Regions from separate parts of the Danio rerio genome. Here region 2 is linked to region 1. Evidence: chromatin contacts called from public Hi-C data. All regions are on one chromosome and are shown on one strand. Each heading gives the region's core, a stretch centred on a gene start, on an enhancer-like site or on the middle of the called end of the contact. The rest is flanking DNA. Distances are from core to core; before and after follow the strand shown.

Region 1 (6,795 bases), core at 2,011-4,510:
TTTCACAAGCATAAACTGATTTTGCTGCAAGTATAGTGCGAATATATCCCTGGAGATTCTGAGTTGGGAAGCCTTGTCGACGTGTTTGTAAGTTTGTTTTATGAGTTAACTTCTTCTTGGACCCGGGATCTGTCTGCTATGGCGGAGGGGAAGCGGAACTGTCGACCCAGCCCAATGATTGGACTTCACTATATGTCGCCTTTTAGGTTAAATATTTGATACTCCAATATACTATTCAGGGAACATCTAAATAAAGACGATGAAATCATGCGATATATTAACTAAAATAAGTTTATGGCAACCTCAAACTACAACTGTCTGCAAATGGGTTCCGTCCATGAGTTCAGATGGCTGTTGCATGGTGGGAACTGTAGTCTCGACCTCATTGCGCAGCGATGAAGTAACACGTCCTAAAAACTACATTTCCCTACAACTAACGCATTCTAACGCTTCACCGGTATGCCAACATAAGTGTTAAAAATGAAAAAAAAAATTCACACCAAAGTCTAAAAAAGTCTCTTTATTTAGATTTATAAAACCTCTTCCTTTAGCTCTTGTAGTAATATGCGGAACTGTTTGGAGAAGACATTAAAAAATATGAAAGTTGCACACCCTCATAAATAAAACTTTATTTTTAGAGCCAAATGAAAAGAAACACTCTGCTGCCACCAACTGGATAATACATGCAATCCTCTTCCCCGTTACATTCATAGTTATCATCATAGCAAAGGCACAGATGGATAAAGTCAATTGATTCCCACTAAATGAGGTGTAATGCAAGAAAGACACAAGGTATATTTGCGGCACACATTTGATTCTAGGTAGATTGTGAACATATACTATTTTTTCTTCATGTCTTGGGTGCATCGTGGGCAATACCTGTAAATGGAAAACACAAACCATGGTAACTGCAATTTTAAATGTATCAGTATGTGGAGTGGGCAATTACAAGTAGTATGAAATTATGTAAATTAGCTTACCATTTGCCCTTTGGTTTGGTTGCTAGGCCGACGCAAGCAAAATGAAACCACTCTATTGGACACTGTTGGAAAAAAAAAATCATACTTTTGCATATTAACAGTAAAATAATTTTATGTAATGTTATTAACAATGCCTATGTAATAAAAAGTTGATTGCCACTATAACAAAAACTATGAAGCATAAATCTATTCATAAAGCATAAATCTATTTCGAATTAACATGTAAAATAACTGTCATTTTTTAAACAATGGCTTAAAACAAATAATAATATTTATTACTCACATCTGAATTGTCACATCCAATCATTTCTCCATATGATACTTGACTACACAAACAGTATGTGGGTTCATTAGGGTCCACAGGCATATCCAGGACATCTGATGGGTGCATTGCAAGCAGAGATTCACTTATGTTGGGACTGAAATTTGTAAAAGTCAAAAGAAAAGAGTTCAAGTGAAAGGCTGGTTTGGCAATCAAATTCATGTATCCAATCAAAATCAGTTACCCATTTTTCATTTTTTTCTGCTTGGGTGAGTCTTGATCTGATGCTTTCTTGTCTCTTGCATGAGATCCCCTCTTATCTTTCATATTCTTATCTTCTGAAACAATAAATTTGTCAGTTAATTTTTCTTCTTTAAAGGATAAATTGTCTCAATATCTTCATGAAGACTTACTTCTGGATTGCTTTTCATCAGAGCTATCCTGGCTGCCCGAGTCCAGTTTCTCCTGCAGATCATTCTCAAAGCGTGCTAGCTCAGCATCCAAGCGCCGAATGTGTTTATCCACCTGGAAATATAAATTCATTTGTTTTTACTTTACTGGTGTGTCAGTACAGATGTCACTGCAGCAGATTTATGAACAGGACACATTAGGAGATGCTAAACAAATCGTTTGTGATTTATGACATGTTCTGCATAATGAGTATGAGTTGTTAACTTCGGGGAAAAGGTTTAGATACCTTGCTGTAGATTAAACAGATATAAAATCTCTTTTTATTTGGTGAGCGTTAAGCTATTAAATAGTGCTGGCTTAGACTGAAAGTCTCTGTATTTATACATTAATGTGCATATATGGAGGTGGGGCTATACAGGGTGGGCCATTGATATGGATACACCTCAATAAAACGTATTGTGAATTTCACAAGTAAAACACCGGTGTGCTTGGCTTTAACGTAACTTTATTCTTTCATATGTTATGTACAAGCCCCCTCACATATACTAATGTGCCACAATCAGGACGTTAATATCAACAACCACTCTCAATTTATTATGGTATATCCATATAAATGGCCCACCCAGTAGATTTATTTATTTATACACTTATCTGTTTTTTGTATGCTTTTATTGTTTTTCTATGCATGTCATGACTGCAGCTGAGGGCAAGAGCCCAGGACAAATTTCACTAACTGGGACAATAAAGTTTTACCTTGCCTTGCCCCATGCATCAAGTGCTAAAAGTGGATTTTAAGCTGAGAACTCTGGACCTCACCATTTCATATATCTGCATTGCGAGCTGAACCTTGTCATCGCTGAACTCTTTGCATTTGTTGTATGCACTGTCAATCTTCTTTAAATGCTGGACACGCTCCTCAGATGCCAGATTTTTCACTTTTTCAATATACTCGGAAGCTAGTTCACTTATCTCTGCTTTTTTCGCTGTAAACAAAAGAATTTAAATTAGTCACGTAAAAGTTAGTGTTCAATGCATTGTAGTATAGCTACTGCATTCAGCCATACCTTCTGTTCTTTTATCCAAATCCTCCATCAAAGAGAAGTTTCTCTGCAGCTCACAGGGAAGACCCTCAATGCCTGGTGTGATTAAAAATATACATTTAAAACCCTGCAAAGCTGCAAATTGTTTACCTACATTGCCTGAACAGCAATACCATGCACGAATACATTAAAGTTAAGGTCTACAAGATACAAAATACCATTCAGGCACTCGATTAGCATTTACCATAAAAGACAATGATACATTTGTGATACTGAAACTTAACAACACCCCAACATGGCCTGGTGTTTTCGAGAATTTATCGCATTCAAACGACTCGACAGTAAGTAAAACAGGTCAAGAAGTTTAGAGGAATCTCTATTACGAAACTTACTGTCCAAATAATGCTCTAAGTACATTCCTTTCGCCATTTTTGTTGGTACAAACTTTTCACCGCAGGAAGGCGTGTGCGGAGGTTTATTTAGCGCGCGTTGAGTTTGCTTTGCTGGTGTGGCTGTGCAGATTATTAGATGTTTACATAAAAAGGATCAACCACATTGGCATAAAGTGAACACATAAGACTGTCCGCATGATTTATATATCATATATTTGTAGGGCAGCGTCTTCATCTGCAGTGCAGCAAGCAAGAACTTGCTCTACAACGCCATCTAGCGTAGTGGAGTTTTGTTTCACTTTGTTTTTTTCTTTTACTCATTAAATTACCCATAAATTGTATTTTATTAATGTCTACCACTCCCAGTATTATAAAAATATTTGTTTGTTCCTGTTAAATGTCAAAAAAGTATGGCATATTGATTCGCGCATGCCCAGTAGCCTCAGATCATTTCCCTTCTATAGATATTACCGTGAAGGAGCTGCATGATTTAATGGTAGGTAGGTACGAAGCAATTTTAAGTTTTTTATATTGTATGTTTCTTGTTACAAACAGCAACCTTTTATATTTTAAATAATTTGTAATAAGCGAGGGACAAAACAATGACGTGATAATCCACAATACATGACTTACTTCTTACCACAAGGTGTCAGTGCCGTCTGAGTTATCTTTCATATCCATGCCTGAAATGATAAGCAAAGTTTAAAGATCAACTAAAGTGATTGCATTTGGCATTTTATCGTGTCAGTACTACACATGGACATTGGACATGGAGGGACGGCCAAAGAATGGATTATATACGAAGTTTAAGATGAAATATGTAAGACAAATTCATTCTTTGTGAGCAAAGACCCACAGTGACAAAATCCCACACAGCCCTCATGCAAAAACTAGAGGATGCCAGATCACAGGCATAAATGTAGACATTACAACCAAATCCCTGCTAAAACCAGCTTGACCAGCCTAGCCAAGCTGGGAGTCCAGCCAAAACCAGCTATGTCCAGCTTAAACCAGGCTGGTCAAGTTGGTTTTAGCTGGATTTGGCTGGTCATTTTCCAGACTGACCAGCTAAGACCAGGCTGGAAATGGCTGGAAACCAGCCTGGAAGTGGCCAAAACCCCTCTAAAACCAGGCTGGTCGACCAGCTAAAACCAGCCAACCCGCCTAGGCTGGTTTAAGCTGGATTTTTCAGCAGGGATATACAATACAAAAATATTAAATTACAGTTAAATGTAGGGTTAAAAATTTAAATAATGTACAAATGAGGTAATATATTTATATCTATTGGAACAAGCTGGTAGTTTATTTCATCATCATTAATGGCATGTAAATCAAAATATATACAAATCTAAATACTCTGTAAATCCAAGAATCTGCTTAAATAGTCTTTAGAAGCCTGATTAGGATACAGTTTTTGTTAGAATAGTAATATATTTGAAAATACAAGTTACTCTGAGAGGCAAAAGCAAAGCCTGACTCCTCCCAGGGTTTGTATTTACCATTTGTTAGAAATGAAAACAGTAAGTAGAGCATAGGTGTTTAATCTCGTGTGAACATCTCTTATATTTAGCATAATTTTAACACTGCAAATATGGCGCTCTGCTACAGTGATATACTTCTCATGACAGCTTTTATCCTAGGTATGTATTTCGACTTTCTTGAATTATATTTTTTTGCCTAAGTTATTATGCTCTTGTAGACAATGATTTATCTATTATTGTACAGGATGCAAAGCACAGGACAATGTAATACAGCCCAAACAAGTTATGACAGCTTATGAAGATGGAACAATCACTCTTGAGTGCACGTACAAAGCGTCCAGCACTCAATATCCAAACCTCCTCTGGTACCAACAGATGACGAATGGATCCCCAAAATACATGCTGATGAGACTTTCTGGATCTAGTGACACTAATGAAGAGTTTAAGCAGAGATTTAACGCAGAACTCAACACATCTGCATTATCAATTCCTCTGACGATCAAGGATCTGCGTGCATCAGATTCTGCTGTGTATTACTGTGCCCTGAAGCCCACAGTGACGAAACTGAAGTCAAACCACATACAAAAACAACAGAACAGACATATTCTCTCAGTGCTGGTGATGTTCTTGTCTAGTTGTATAATTATTAATACGTTATGCAGTGCTACTTTGTTAATTACTGTTTAGATTAAAAAAAAAAGATAATTATTTGTTTTAGGAAAGTTGTTGTAGTTTGGGTTGATTAAATTCTGAATTTAAATCTAGATCTCTCTATCTATCTGTCTTCTAGTTGAACAGTTGGTATCAGAAGTGGCTTTTATGAAAGGCAAAGGCCTCTAGATTACGCTTATTTTACCAAAATAATATATGATCATGCCTTGATTTATAATTATTTAATAAGGACAGTAAGGTCTGACAAAAGTCTTTTCACTGAACAGAAATAATGTACAGTATAGAATATAAAGCTGTGGTGCAGTGGAAACAGAATTAATATTGTATATGACTCTCATGAGCTTGGAGGACTGCATCCATACATCTCTGCAATGACTCAAATAACTTAATAATAAAATCATCTGGAATGGCAAAGAACGTGTTCCTGCAGACTCTCCGAGTTCATCAAGATTCTTTGGTTTTATCTTCTGCCTCATCCTTCATCTTCATCAAATTCATTAGAATTTGCCCTCTCCTGTGGTTTGTAATGTAATAGGCAACACAAATGTCTTAATACTTCAGGCTGTTGATGTTGCCATCCACTCCGCAGATCTCTTGCACACCCCTATACTGAATGTAACCCCAAACCATTATTTTCCCTCACCAAACTTGACTGATTTTTGTGAGAATCTTGGGTCCATGCAGGTTCCAATACATCTTATGCAGTATTTGTGATGATTGGGATGCAGTTCAACAGATCTGAAAAAATCAACCTTCTGCCACTTTTCCAAATGCATCTATCAAATCCAGTGGTAAGTACAGTACTTACCGAACACTCATATTTAAATAACAGTGGGTCAGTGCAATGTTTTTAAAGAAAATATTATTTCTATTCAGCAATTATGCATTAATGTGCATTTCTTTTGTCTTATGTACTATCAGACGGGCAATGATGGTTAAAAAACTGAATTGGTTTCACTCTCACAGATCAGGAAGTTCCTGAACATCTTCATAACTGAACAGCAGAACGCATCAGTAACACACAGTAAGATCATATTGAGAGTATTAATACACAACTCATCTGATCTCATTCACCATGAACAAATGCATGCTATTGATTATTCTCATGGCATCAGGTGTGTAATTTATTAATTTCTAATACCATTATTAATATTTTAATGATTTCCTGACACATCTTTATTGTTAACATGTAGCATATTACAAAATGTGTTTATATTGTGTGCAGTGTTTGCAGATGTGACGGCTGTGGACAAAATTGAGCCAAACAGTGGGAGCAAAGTCATCAGAACAGAACGAGAGTCTGTAAAGCTGAGCTGCTCTTATGATTCAAATAATGAATATGTACGTCTATATTGGTACAGAAGACATTCAAGTGGAGAACTTCAATATTTATTATATAAAGGAGCTCGATCAAACTCAGCCAAAGACACCTCTGATGCCCGATTTGAGTCAAGTACATCTCGCATATCCACTGACCTCATTATTAAGACTGCAGCTCTGTCAGATTCAGCTCTTTATTATTGTGCTCTAAGAGTTGAAGCCCAGTGATACAAAACA
Region 2 (6,795 bases), core at 1,533-4,032, 220 kb before region 1:
ATATTTTTTTAAAGCATAATTAGTCTTTAGCATTACATAATAATTCAAATATTTTAGTATCATGATCTGCTCAAAAAGAAACATTTATTATTTCTTTTATTATCATTTATTATAAACTGATACAATATCATTCAAAAGTACTATTAAAATATACATTAACTGTAGCAAGTTTAACTCAAGTAATTCACAAGTGTGTGTTAAATGTAAGAAGAAAGTGGGAGACTACATCCACTTATTATGGAATAATCCTGTTATTAGATCAGTGAAGAACCCATCCTTGAAAGGGTGGTCAAATATTATTAGGGAAATGATTCCCTTAGAATTCCTTAGAATTCATTCATTTCCACTGAGGCTTTTCATCAAGTCTGGACGCCTTACTTGGATTTTAGTGATGTTTCTTTAATTCAATTAATTTATGTTTCTTATTTTACCATTATTTTATCTTTATATATTTTAATTTTGTTTATATAATTATTTTTTTATTTATTTATTATAATTTCATTATTTCTGTATGTATTTGTGTGTGTGTGTGTGTGTGTGTGTGTGTGTGTGTGTATGTATGTATGTATGTATGTATGTATGTATGTATGTATATATATATATATATATATATATATATATATATAAATAAATAATTTATTCTGTTTTTCTTCAGCCTTGCATTGTTAAAAGGGGCATTGTCTGTTGGTTTGATATATTAGTATTATATAATAGTATAGTAGTTACAATGTTATTAAAGATGCAATAAAAATACATACATTTTAATAACAATAAATTGTTGAAAAGTGAAAATAAACACATTTAAAATGAAAAATTAATTAATAAAAAAGCTATTTTATTATCTTTCTTTTTTAGACAAACATATTTTTAAAAAGTATCAGTTTCAACAATACTATGGAGAAAAAAAATGTCAGCACTGAACACAGTAAGAATTATTATTAGTGCTTTTGTATCTAAATAAAGCAGATTTTTTTAGAACAACAAATCATCATCATTATAATGATTTCTAAAGAATTGTGTGACGCTGAATACTGGAGAAATTATGATAAAAATTCTGCTTTGTATCAGAGGAATAATCAAAATTTTAAACCACAATCAATAAGACAACTGTCATTTAAAATTGTAACAACAGATCAAAAATTAAGTTTTACTGTATTTTTTGATCAAATGCAGCATTGGTGAGCAGAATTACATTCTTTTAAAACATTTTAAAAATATTACAGACAACAAACTTTTGACTGGTAGTGTGTATTATAATTGAGGTAAAGTTGGTTTTATTTTCAAACATTCATTCATTATAATGCTCCACTCCCTATATGGTTCACCACACACACTACTTGCTATTTTTTATCTGAAATAGCATGGAAGCATGACTTCAAAACAACATTAGGAGTATTTAATTGACTGTAAACAATTTTGTACTTTGTTAGTCATTGGCTGCTGATATGATTTCAAAATATAAAATTGGCAAAAAGGGTGGCGTGGTGGCGCAGTGGGTAGCGATGTCGCCTCACAGCAAGTAGATCGCTGGTTTGAGCCTTAGCTGGGTCAGTTGGCAATTCTGGAGTTTGCATGTTCTCCCTGTGTTTGCGTGGGTTTCCTCCGGGTGCTCCGGTTTCCCCCACAAATCCAAAGACGTGGTACAGGTGAATTGGGTAAGCTAAATTGTCCCAAGTGTATGTGTGTGAATGAGTGTGTACGGATGTTTCCCAGTGATGGGTTGCAGCTGGAAGGGCATCCGCTGCAAAAAACATATGCTACATAAGTTGGTGGTTTATTCCACTGTGGCAACCCCAAATTAATAAAAGGACTAAACTGAAAATGAATAAATGAATGAATGAATGAATGAATGAATTGGCAATTAATACTTTTCTGAAACTATATTATTACGGAGAAAGTCTGAATGTGTGAATATAATTTTATTATATACGTGACCGTTTTAAATCACGTGGACTTTACCTGTATTGTTTGGGGTCACTGGGTGATTTGATAATCTGAGGGTCTCCCTGGTTTTCATCTCCACCACTGTCCCCTGGAGGTGCGTTGGGGTCTCTGACTGGTTCCCCACGGTCAGGACCAGCAGATTGAGCCGGACTGCTGGCTGCAGCACATTTGAACTTGTTTGTCTGGGGCATCCTGAACAATGACGCTATTTTAGCACTGGGGCTGAGGTGAACGGGGCTGTTTATGACTCTGCTGTAAAACAGGGGAAACGCACGCGCAGCCTTGAATAGAGCAATACTGACTTTCTGTCTCCAGTCTAAAAGAAACCAAATGAAATAATGTAACGATAACAATAAACAAATTATGTACAATATCTTGATTGAAATGTAGGATCTTGATTTTCACAAAAGGAGTTCTTTAACTTCACAGACGTATTTTGACAGCTACACATTTGTATCATCATCCCTGAGCTACAATGTGGCTAATCCGCTACATAACGGCAGTATTTAAAACGAACCAAAAACGTATGATTTGTTTGATGGGGTTTAGCTAATTAGCTTAACTTATTTGTCTAAAACATGACAGGTTCATCTGCAATCAGACCCTCGTAATATTTCACAAAGTTAGTCAAGTTTCATCGCAGTCTCATACCTGCTTTCCTCCTGATGATGGGTCAGCCGAACTTATCGTCGCCAAGCTTGTCGCTGGTAGGTTGCGTCTATGCAACAAGAAGTGTATTGATTCGTCAAAAGCCACTGACGTTGTAAAACGCGACTCTCTGATTGGATAACTTCATTGCTAGACGAATATAATAAGTGGCGCTGTTGCTTCTGCTTCAGCAGCTTTCCCTGTTGTGATGTTAGATTGTGGGAGTTGTACATTTGGGCCTATTTCTAAACTAAGTTATTTTTGTAACGACATCATGTCTGTGTTACACGCCTGTATTTATTGAAAGCCAGTGACCAAATTTCAGTTGCCCCAACCCGTTTTAATTTGTATGTAAGTTATGTGTATGTGTGCGCTCTATGATACTTTGACTTAATTTACTGTGTTATATGTTATAAATTAGATATATAGCCTATACTTAGATGTTGCTTGGTTGACATGATGAAGAAAACGTTCTAAAAAATTGAGTAGACCTTTACAACATATCTAACTCATGATGAGTGACTGCATTCCTACCTGCTTACAATAAATATACAGATTCTCTTATGAAGCTATATAAATTTTTTAGGTCACTTTATCATTAAGGTAAAGTTGGTTTTATTTTTACACGTTCATTCAGGGACAATATGTGACACAGTTTCTTAAGAATTTACAACGGTACTTTGAATAATTCGGCCTTAGATCGTATGCAAGTATGACTTCAAAACAACATAAGCACTATTTAATTGACTGTGAACAAACAATGTTGTACTTTGATAGTCTTTGGCTGCTGATATGATTAACATAATAAGAATTTGCAAAGAATACATTTCTAAAAAATATAATATTAAGGAATTTACGAATATAAAGCCAACTTTACATCAATTACTTTATTAGGTCCAAATGTGGGTAGTACAGATTAACAGCTAGTACAGCTTGTTCAGATCCCATTTTGCAAACAAGATTTTGAGTCCATGATACCATCTATGGACCATCAAGTCATTGTGATCTGTAGAAATAGTTTACCACAAAAAATTTTGTTATTGTTATAATTTAATTATTCACTTCCACAAACTAATTATTTTTTTTCCCTATTGAACATATAATGTATTTTGTAGAATGCTGGTAACTGTAAACCATTGACTTAGTATAGTATGCCCTAATATTTCAATTTTTGTTTTATGGATGTCAATGACAACTGATACAATTCCTCATATATCATATTTGAACAACCTGAATGAGGATGTTTGTTTTTTGTATTATTATACTGTTTTTTTATTTATTTTTTTTATCAAGCTTATAAATTAGAGGCCTTAGAAACTAATGTACCAAATATCAGGCTTCATCATTCAAAACAAGGTCCCAGCAAACAATAATGTTCAATAGACGTCTAATAGACATCTAAACGATAACAGCTTGGCTAAAACAAGGCCAAACTTGGGCTGTCAGTGTCAGTGAAAATCTAATAGACATCTAACAATAGCCCAAAACTAGACTAGTGGTCAAATAGACAGATTAGACAGACTTTATATGTGTAGTCGTTCATTTGAGGATTAGTCTAGTTTTGGCCCATTCTTAAACGTCTATTAGATTTACACTGATAGCCCAAATTTAGATTTGATTTAGCCAATATGACTATGTTTTGACGTCTGTTAGACATCTTTAAAAAAAAAATGCTTGCTGGGGTGCTTTACACATTGTTTAATTCCAAAATCACTGAGGTGGCTAGCACACAATATGCAATATTGCGAGCAAGTAATCTTTGCAAGTGTAATAAAACGTATCAGACTCATCTTTGCTATTATAACCCCGACTGTGCATTTCAGTCAGCTCACAAATCTTGTATGATGAAATAGCCTATTTATTTTAATTGGCTTCAATATGTCTTGCTGACCAGCCTATATTAAACATTCAGTACACTAATATAACAGCACAGGCATAGATTAAGTGTGCTTCTGAACTTTCATTCCTTGCCGTTTAATTACCTACAGATACCCTGTGAAAAGAGGCTGCTAAATACTGCATCCATGACAACCAGATGAAGAACAGCGCTGGTAAGCTGAAATGTCATGATTACAGAATCAAGTGTTAAGAGCAGGTTACGAGGTGTTTTCTGTCGCATCATTGCTCCTATGGTGGATTAGATGTGTCTGAGTTGTATGTGATGCGTTTAATGAATTCTGTGGATGAACAAAATTGCCTTTTTTTCTTAAATGCTGATGTTTAGAACAGGTAATCTGTGTTTAGTCATTTAATTCTGGTTAATTGTTTCTATATTTTGCCATTCGAAAGCTCTTGCAGTGGAGATAATCATAATCTTTGGATTGCCTGTCTAATCCTGTGTGGGTATTTCATGCCTGTGAACAGGTTTGCATTGTTTAGCACTGGATGGCTGTGCCTCTCTCTGTCAGTAGGGGGAGCTCTGGTCATGGCGTATTTTCTGCTTCATTTACTGTGGCTGCTTTGATGTGATCTTTTAGCATTTCAAGTACGATGCTTCACATGATAAGAGGCGATTTCCCTTAGAGTGCTCCTCCTGTTTTGTGAAATGCTGTGTCACAACATTTTGATTTCGGGTCTGGTGCGTTTCACGTTTTAACAAGATGCTTTTGACAAGGAAATACTAGGCCAGAAAAGCACTCGAACTGGAAAAAAACAAACAGACAAGAAAGCCATTGTACAAACATTTATTTATGAGAGGCATAATAAAAGCATGCCCTTGAAAACATTCAAACCTCCAAGTAATATAAACATGCCTATTTGAAATGAATAATATAACATAAAAGATAATAAACTGAATATCTCAATGGCTTTATATGTCATTCTGTCTTAGACCTTAACATGGATTTTAACTGCTGATTTTTAAAAATGGATGGATATGCACATAATGATCAATGATTAAGCGATTATGCCCCACTTATCCAGAGTAGTCTTACAAAAAGATTGAACAAAAGATGGTCATCTGGTCAATCGGTATTAATGTTATTGTAATATTACAGCAGTGGTTGTCCACAGTGTAGAAGTTTTGTAGTGTAATATATAATAGTCAGATATTCAACCTGATCCATTTTGTTCTCTTAACCAAATTAAATTTACAAAAGTGTTTTTCAAGCATAGAAATCCTATTAAATTTGAGTTTTAAAGTGTCTGCTTTCAAGCTTCAAATACATTTTTGGAGAAAAAAAGCTAGAAACATGGATTAAATAAATGTCCATCTATATATTAAATATATAGAATGAATAAGTATAGGATCACTTTATTATATAACAAAACTGGTTTTAAGGCTAAGTAAAAGTACACTTCAATCCTTAAAGTCTTTAGATCTCACCAATGATTCTATGATGATATTACAAAACTGGTTTTAAGGCTAAGTAAAAGTAGACTTCAATCCTTTAAGTCTTTAGATCTCACCAATGATTCTTGTTGTAAATGTATCTGTCAAGATATTTTGTTGTATACTCTGAACTAGGGCTGCACGATATTGGCAGAAACTGACATTGCATTATTTTGTATTTCAGCAACATATATTGCAATTTAAATATAATTTCCTGCGATAATAACTATTTGGTGAGAATTCCTAATTTTACATTGATTTGGTGTGTATATGCATAAAAAAAGAAATTATGAGCATAAATTAATACATTAAAACAAACATATACGTACTGTATTGTAACTTTTTTTTTAAAGAGTCTAACAGTATTGAGGTAGAGCAATAAAATAATCAAATGTAAAATAACACTGTATACAGTACAGTCAATATTTTAAGTGGATAAAAAAATTTCAGGTCTGGTGTTTTTTATGTTTTAACAAGATGCTTTTGACAAAGAAATACTAGGCCAGAAAAGCACTCGAACTGGGAAAAAACAAACAGACAAGAAAGCCATTGTACAAACATTTATTTATGAGAGGCATAATAAAAGCATGAACTTGAAAACATTGAAATCTCCAAATAAAGTAAATACACATATTCAAAATCAATAAAATAATATAAAAGATAATAAACTGAATATCTAAATGGATTTATATGTCATTCTGTCTTAGACCTTAACATGGATTTTAACTGCTGTTTTTTTTTTTTTTTTTTTTAACATGGATGAATATTAATGATAGATGATTAAGCAATTATGCCCCACTTATCCTGAGTAGTCTTATGAAAAGATGAAGCAAAAGAACAAAAGATGGTCATCTGGTCAATCGGTATTATTG

What was found. A called contact is a pair of places that touch in the nucleus more often than the background predicts.
Region 2: a Hi-C map of an unstated tissue shows a contact between it and region 1, with 4 times the contacts expected there. The contact joins the promoter of LOC137488017 here to the promoter of ing5b in region 1. A contact is called at or near these places in 1 of 18 Hi-C or Micro-C datasets (an unstated tissue) and 2 of 4 datasets of contacts at active chromatin or transcription factors (caudal fin and embryo).

Annotation. Positions count from the first base shown.
Region 1 is chr2:39,581,309-39,588,103 of GRCz12tu, reverse strand. It overlaps ing5b (inhibitor of growth family, member 5b), which reads right to left and starts at 3,260. Exons shown (of 8, transcript NM_001007168.1): 1 at 3,086-3,260; 2 at 2,718-2,789; 3 at 2,470-2,636; 4 at 1,656-1,767; 5 at 1,487-1,580; 6 at 1,264-1,399; 7 at 981-1,042; 8 at 612-879. The coding sequence starts at 3,122. The coding sequence ends at 840. It also overlaps a transcript of pak2a not described here.
Region 2 is chr2:39,803,252-39,810,046 of GRCz12tu, reverse strand. LOC137488017 (SLIT and NTRK-like protein 3) reads left to right here and starts at 2,782. Exons shown (of 3, transcript XR_011006882.2): 1 at 2,782-2,939; 2 at 4,581-4,643. It overlaps nrd1a (nardilysin a (N-arginine dibasic convertase)), which reads right to left and starts at 2,638. Exons shown (of 31, transcript XM_689113.9): 1 at 2,596-2,638; 2 at 1,960-2,260. The coding sequence starts at 2,135.